Linked DNA regions of Cricetulus griseus: region 2 is linked to region 1. A link is a contact called in public Hi-C data. All regions are on one chromosome and are shown on one strand. Each heading gives the region's core, a stretch centred on a gene start, on an enhancer-like site or on the middle of the called end of the contact. The rest is flanking DNA. Distances are from core to core; before and after follow the strand shown.

Region 1 (3,645 bases), core at 371-2,870:
TTTTTAATGTGAGTCTTAGGGATCAAACTTAGGTCCTCTTGCTTATGTGCAGGTGAGCATTTTACTAACTGAACCACCTCTCCAGCCCCACAATCTTCATTTTAAAGATCCATGAGTATTTGCTTCAATACAGAATCCAGTTCGACAGCCATTTCATTTTTCCTTATAACATTTCCTGATACACACACACACACATATACATACATACATACATACATACATATATACACATACATTTTCCCTCTCTTTTAAAATATGTTGGGTTAGGTTTGAGTTGTAGTGTTTGCTGTTAGCTAGAGAACTTCCTGGAGTCTGAAGATATAAAGAGCTGGCAGGCAGCTTTCTCTGTCAGTCCCACGTCACTTTAAAAGCCTGTTCTTCTTCGGATTACTGCATGGCGGATTAGAAACCCAGGGATCAGTTCTAGGTTAGCCCTGATTAACTCCCCTGGGTGTTTCTGGGCCAGATAGGGTGTCTGTTAGACTCAAACCTATACTTCTAGCATGCATTCACTGTACAAAAAGAGTTAATTTTTTACTTAAACCCAATTCGGGCTAATCATGAAGCTACCAGGAATGGTTTGGAATATGAACTAAAGTGTGCCTGCAGTCGCGTCAGCTGAACCTTCTACCCCCACTGTTCTGTCTGCCCACATGCTTCTGTCTATCAGCCTTGGCCTCCGGATCCGCTCTCGCGCCATTGGTTGGATTTCAGGAAGGAAGAAACCCAGGATTTAAAGGGCTCAGTTTTCCACCTGCCAGGCCGGGGCCAACTTGCCTTTGACACGTATTTGTTAGAACCTCTAGCAGTTCTTCATTTATTACACTCACTGTAAAAGGAAACGGAGTCCCCGAGGGTGTCACCTTGACAATCTCCAAAAACGAAACTTGCGCTCAAGATTAGATCGACACTGCGTCTGCGAAGCAGAGTCCCTGCCCAGGTCATCAGAGCCAACCCCTCGGGAGGGAACGAAGGAGGGGCCTGGGGTAGGCGTGGCTTTCCGTGGGAGAGTAGGATTTTGCCCCACCTCCTAAGAAGCCTGCTCTGCCTCCAGCCAATCAGGCTGGGCTATGCAAATAGAGCCCGGGTCACCCCGGTAACCATGATGTATGGTAGCCAATGGAAACCAGCCAGTGGCGACCTCGCTCCAGGATTGGTATTGAAGTAAGGCGACAGGGATCCAATGGACTGTGGGAACAGTCCTCGGCGGGTTGAGGGGCGGAGATATGCAAATATGGTTTGAAAAGCCGGCGGGAAATCTGAGTTTCGCGGGAGGACCTTGGCGCGTAAACCGTATCCCTTCATTCATTGTCAGCAGCAGCTTCCTGGAGCCATTTTTCAGCTGCCGGCCGCAGCACCCGGGCTGCCGCCGCCGCCTCGCAATCCGTTGCATCGGCCGCCCCCGACGCCTCCATCTCCCCTCGGGGCCTGATATCCGTGCGGCCGGGACCCTCCTCTCTCCAGACCCCCGATTATTTTTGGCCCTGGGGCCTGTGCGGTGCGGAAAAATAAAAAGAAAAGAGAGAGAGAGGGTTCGGAAGCGCCGGGAGGGGAGGCGAGAAGGAGAGACTTGGAAACTCCGACTGCAAATAATAAAGAAATTGAAAGCAATACGTTAATATATCGTAACACTAAAAAAGAGCAGGAGCGAGAGATGAGAAAGGGGATCCAGCCCGCCCTGGAGCAGTACCTGGTGACCGCCGGGGGTGGGGAGGGGGCTGCTGTCGTCGCCGCCGCCGCTGCAGCCTCCATGGACAAAAGGGCACTGCTAGCCAGCCCCGGCTTCGCCGCCGCCGCCGCCCCGGGCACGTACATCCAGATCCTCACTACGAACCCTTCCACCACGTCCTGTGCCACCTCCCTCCAAAGCAGCACCCTGGCCGCCGGCCCCCTTCTCCCCAGTGTCCCCGGCGCGGAGCCGACCGCCGGCAGCCTCCTCTACAGCACGCCACAAGGACCCTCCAGCAGAGCCGGGCTGCTGCAGCAGCCACCAGCACCAGGACGCGGCGGCGGCGGCGGCCCTCCGGTAATACCCTCCCTCCGCAACGTCCCTAGCCCAGGTGGGAGGCGGGCTCCCGGGAGCGGTGGCTGCGAGAGCGCGAGGCTGAGCATCGTGGGCCTCGTAGCTGTCCCTCCAGCGTGTGCTTATTGTTAGACTTGGGGTGCTTCCCTGCGGACGTTGGGAGGACCTGGGGGTCTGGGCAGGCGCGCGGGACAGTGGGGAGTCCCTCTTTGCGAACCACATCTAACACTCCAAAACTTTTCGCGCCCCCCCTTCTTTTCCTGCACTTTTCCCTACCCCCACTCTCCCCTCCCCTGCAACTCGAAGCTTCCTCTTTCTCGGGCGTAGGAAGGGGTCACGCCCCGGATGGAGAAGGGGGTGGGGGAGGGTGTAGTGCACTGGAGAGTGGGGGACCCCAGGGGATGTAAACCGGGGACCCCAGGCGTGCCTGCCTCCCCTTCGGCCTCTGCTGCCCCTGGGCGGCCGGGGGTCCTGCAGGCGTGCTCCGAGCGTAGGGGCTCCAGTGCCTAGCACCTTTGGGGACTTAGCTCCCGGCAACAAAGGGGATCTGGGAGGTGGAGGGGTATCTCGGTGGGGGAGGTGGAGCTGAGAGCCCCGGGTGGGCCAGGGCTCGCGCTGTCTGCGACAAGGGACAGGCAGGCGGGTGCTCCGGCCTGGGCGCATCTCCGCGGTGGCAGCGGCGGCGCCCGCGTGGCCGGAGCGCCGGGGCCTTGCTCACCGGGCCCCGGGCCTGCCCTTGACCCGCCTCTCCCCTTGCCCCTTCCTTCCCCGCCCTGTCCCCCTCCCCGCCCCCCGGCGACGGAGGGCGGGGGCAGCCGGGTTCCCGTCCCGCCGCCAGGATCTGTCCCTTCTCTCCGGGACCCGCCGGTGACGTTTCGCACACGTGCGCGGAGGACGCGCCTGTGACTGGGGAGGAGGTGGCGGCGGGAGGGGGCGCTGGAGGGGGAGAGGGGGCACCCACTTCCTCCTGCTCGCCGGCTCCCAGGCCTGGGACCGTCCCGGCGCCCTCGCACCCAGCACCGCCACCCTCCCTCTCCCGTCCCCACCCCCCCCACGGCGCCCGCCCTCGCCCGGCGCCGCCGCTCCGCTCGGCCTCGGGCCCCCTCTCCAGCCGGCCCCCCACCTCCCCCGGAGCCAGGCTGCTTTCGGAAATGCCCTTACAGCAGCAGGTTAGTGACCCGGACGGCGCGGGGGCCCGAGCCACCACCGCGGGGACCCGGGATCCCCGGGGGGCCCGGAGCCGAGGATAAGCGACCGAGCGGGGTTTTGGAGTGGGAACGGGGGGTTGGGTGCTTGAGGGAAATGAGTAAGCAAGAAAAATCTAACTAAGTAAATCCCCGGCCTCGCTTCTAAGAGCCCCGGGGCGGGAGTGGCCGCCCCCGGGGTGGGTATAGTGTTTACGTGTGTTTCTTTTGGGGGGTGGATGGATGGGCAATTGAAACCCAGATGAGGGCTTCACGCCCGTGGCCGAGTTGAGCTGCTTTCTGTCTTGCTTCCCTTGTGCTGAAGGGGGAGGGGGCGGGTCAGAGGGTAGGGTGTCTGTGGGGTTCCCAGGCCACCCGCCACCCCCTCCCTTTGTCCCTGTAATTTATAAAGCGCCTTTGAGAGATGATTTAGGTCAG
Region 2 (3,645 bases), core at 624-3,123, 110 kb before region 1:
GCATAATAAACTCTGAATACTTATAAGTTGATAATTGTTGTAAAGAAAAATAAATAAACTGAGGGAAATGGAGAGTAGAGAAATATGTGCTTTTTAATAGGGTGGGCCAGGAAAGGTAGTCACTTTCCATTACAGTTACCAAGTACCCCAGTTAACCAACTTATAAAGCTAAAAGGCTAACCTTGGCCCATGGTTTTGGAGTTTTCAGTCCATGCTTAGTTGGTTTCATTGTTTTTGGCCTACAGCAACTAGGAAACATGGAAAACAACATGGTAGAGGAATCTGCTAAGAGCAGGTATGATAAGGACCTGTGTCTCACAATGGCATTCACAGAATGACCTAAAGTCTCATACTAGGTTCACTTTTTATGGTTTCTGTCCCATTCCGAAAATCCATGGGGTGAGGAAAAGCCTTAAACACATGACCTTTGTGGGACATTTCAACAGATCCACATTACAACAAAGACCTTACTAGAAGTGGGATTGGGGCCAAGGACTTAAAGGAAGGGATGTGTTAGGATTTCTATTGCTGTGAAGAGACACCATGACCACCACAACTCTTATAAAGGAAAACATTTGACTTGGGCTAGCTTATGGTTTCAGAGGTTTAGTCCATTATCATCATGGCTCAGTGTGCAGGCAGATGTGGTGCTAGAGAAGGAGCTGAGAGGTCTACAACTTAATCCACAGGCAGCATAAGGACTCTGTGGCACTGGGCATAGCTTAAGCATAGGAGACTTCAAAGCACAACCCTACAGTGACACACTTCCTCCAACAAGGCCACACCTCCTAATAGTGCCACTCCCTCTGAGGGCCATCTTCTTTCAAACCACCACAGGAGGTTAAGGAGGCATGTAAATATGGGTTCATTGTGGGAGTGGTTTCCACCAGAGATATCAAAATGTTAAGATCGCAAGGTGGAGAATGTGTGGGATGTGTAGAAACTAGTAATTCCAAGTAGGGTGGGTGTGTGAAGGACCAGCCAGGTTCTAAGGCCAGTAGCTCAATTTCTCTGTGTATAGATGATCCCTGGAGGATGGGCAGCTGCTTTTGCTTTATTACCATGCTGGAGATTGAACCCAAGGCTTGGGTTACTCTAGGCAGGACCCCTGCTACTGAGCTTGATCCCCAGCCTGCCCTGCACAGTTTTGGGCAGAAGAGTAATGTGAGCTGACTCATATTTTAGGAGAAGCCCATTGGCTGTTGTACACAGGCCAAGGAGCAAGGAGTTAGTAGATACCATAGTATATGTGGGAAGAAGGTAGAGGTATTTTCAGAGATCTTGAGAGATGAATCTGGGTTATATATTATGTTTCAAAAATAGATCCAATGGGACTGACTAGAAAAGGAAAAAATGCACGAATGATTCTATTAAGATAATGAGTGTGGAAAAAGCAGTGTGTGGGACAGACAATGAATGTGTTGGGTGGAAGAGATGGAAAGTATTTACTACTGTTGCAGAGGAACCAAGTTCGAAGCCTAACACTCAAGTCTGGCAGCTCACTCAGGTTCAGCCCTAGGGGACCTGATGCCTCTGACCTCCATGGTCATCTGCCCATACCCATGCCCATACCCATGCCCATGCACACACATAATTAAAAAGCTATGAGAGACTGTGGTAATTGCAAACCACAGACAACACATGCTCAGTTCAGGATAAATCAAAGTTCTTCTTTGAAATACAAGCTCCGCCATGACTTGGATGCAATTTGTCCCTGCCCAAACTCATGTTTGGGGACCTTTGAGGGGGATTTGGGCAACAGAAGTGTCACCATTGATCCCCACAGGTGCTGAGAGTGGATAGTCATAGAGCGAGCTCAGTGCCTCCCAACCCAACTCCTTGTGGCTGTTTCCTCTTTGCATACACTTCCTTCCTCTTGTTTCTCTGCGTGTTGTGTAACAGCATGAGGCCATCACCAGAAACCAAAAAATGTAGGTCCGTGACCCAAACTTCCTTCCTCCAAAACCACAGTTCAGGTGACATTCTCTTCAAGTATCTGGTCTTGGTCATTTTGATCTTTCAACAAAATGTATTCAGATAAACCAAAAATCAAAAATGTTTAATAACTGTATGTTAAATTAATTCAGTTGGGGAAGTTGGTAAAGGTTTCATAGAAGATAGATTTTGAGCTGAGACTTAAAGGGTAAAAAGAAAGGAACCTTCCAGGGGACAAATGGTCCGTGGTGTAAATTTATCAATGATTCTGACACTCCTTTCCACATCCAAAATAAAATTATCTTTCTTGCGGAACTTAAGCACAGAAAGGAGGGTTTGGGTACTTATTTATTTTGCTTTATTTTTAATGTGTTCCACATTGAACCCAAGGGCCCTAAGCATTCCTAGCAAGTGATCTACCACTGCCACCAGGGGTAGGGTAGTTTCAAAGATCTTGAGAAGTAGCTAGATTGGAATTGTATTTTGAAAATAGAGCCAATGGGATTGGCTTGTGGAGTAGTTTCACAGTGGGAAAGGTACTTGCTGAAGTCTGGTGCCCAGTAGAGGGAAGAGCTTTCACATAGTTCTGATAACTTTTTTTTTTTTTTTTTTTTTGGTTTTTTGAGATTGGGTTTCTCTGTGTAGCTTTGGAAGGCTCTCACTCTGTAGACCAGGCTGGCCTCGAACTCACAGAGATCTGCCTGCCTCTGCCTCCCAAGTGCTGGGATTAAAGGTGTGCGCCACCAACACCCAGCCTGTTCTGATAACTTATCAGACCATCTCTCACAGTAGACACCAGAGCCAAGACAAGGATGACTGGTCAGTGGTGGGAAGGACCAGAGTCTAGATGAGGATGATGGGTCAGTGCTGGGAATAACCAGAGCTAACAGGAGGATGACAGGTTAGTCAGTGGTGGGAAGGACTACTCCTTGACTACACTTGATCTGGACCACTTTGTTATGCATACCCCTCCTTAAACTGCTTGCCAAGGTCCAGAAGATGGACTTGAGTGGATGGTGAGTGGAAGGTCACTGGACCTTTTATTTGTCCTTCTTTGAAATGTGGCCACACAGAATAAACCTCTTTGCTTTTCAGTATTGCTCATCTGGTTAATTGGCCTAGTGGGGATAGATTGCTTTCCCTGGCTTGCTGAGGACGCAGGTTCAGACACTGGCAATTCTAGTAATATTCCTATAACATGTTATCTAAAAAGCTTAGTTCTTACAACAAATAAGTAGATAGGTAAATAAATAAATGACTCACACTGAGGAGGAGGGTAGAGTGGAGAAGAAAGCAGAAACTGCCTGAGATGCCAACAGATCTAAAATTTAGGCAAGTCTTCAATGTAGCTCTAAAACATTTGAAGAACTAAAGAAGTGATTTTCTCTCTCCTTCCTTCCTTCCTTCCTTTCCTTCTTTCCTTTCCTTCCTTTCCTTCTTTCTTTTTTCGGTGGTTGTTATTGGTTGGTGGGTTTTTTGAGACAGGGTTTCTCTATGTAGCCTTGACTGTCCTGGAACCTTGCTGTGTAGGCCAGGCTGGCCTCAAAATCGGAGAGATGCTTGTCTGTATCTCCCAAATGCTGGGATTAAAGACATGTGCCTCCATGCCTGGCATTTCTCATCTTTCTTAGAAGATACAGCAGCATAAAAAATAGAAGTATAGCTTGTGCTGTTGTGTTTGAAATCTTTGTTAAGTAGAATATGTAAAAC

The links. A called contact is a pair of places that touch in the nucleus more often than the background predicts.
Region 2: a contact with region 1 is called in a Hi-C map of liver, with 2.2 times the contacts expected there. The contact joins the enhancer-like site here to the promoter of E2f3 in region 1. A contact is called at or near these places in 2 of 8 Hi-C or Micro-C datasets (the CHO-K1 cell line and liver).

What each region holds. Positions count from the first base shown.
Region 1 is chr3:250,701,648-250,705,292 of CriGri-PICRH-1.0, reverse strand. It overlaps E2f3 (transcription factor E2F3), which reads left to right and starts at 1,620. Exons shown (of 7, transcript XM_027409312.2): 1 at 1,620-2,026. The coding sequence starts at 1,655.
Region 2 is chr3:250,810,984-250,814,628 of CriGri-PICRH-1.0, reverse strand. No RefSeq gene overlaps it. Among named protein-coding and RNA genes, the nearest start is that of Mboat1, 48 kb to the left of the region's middle. Within about 2 kb of position 1,873, at least 2 of the 6 cell types and tissues checked have open chromatin away from gene starts, as enhancers often do.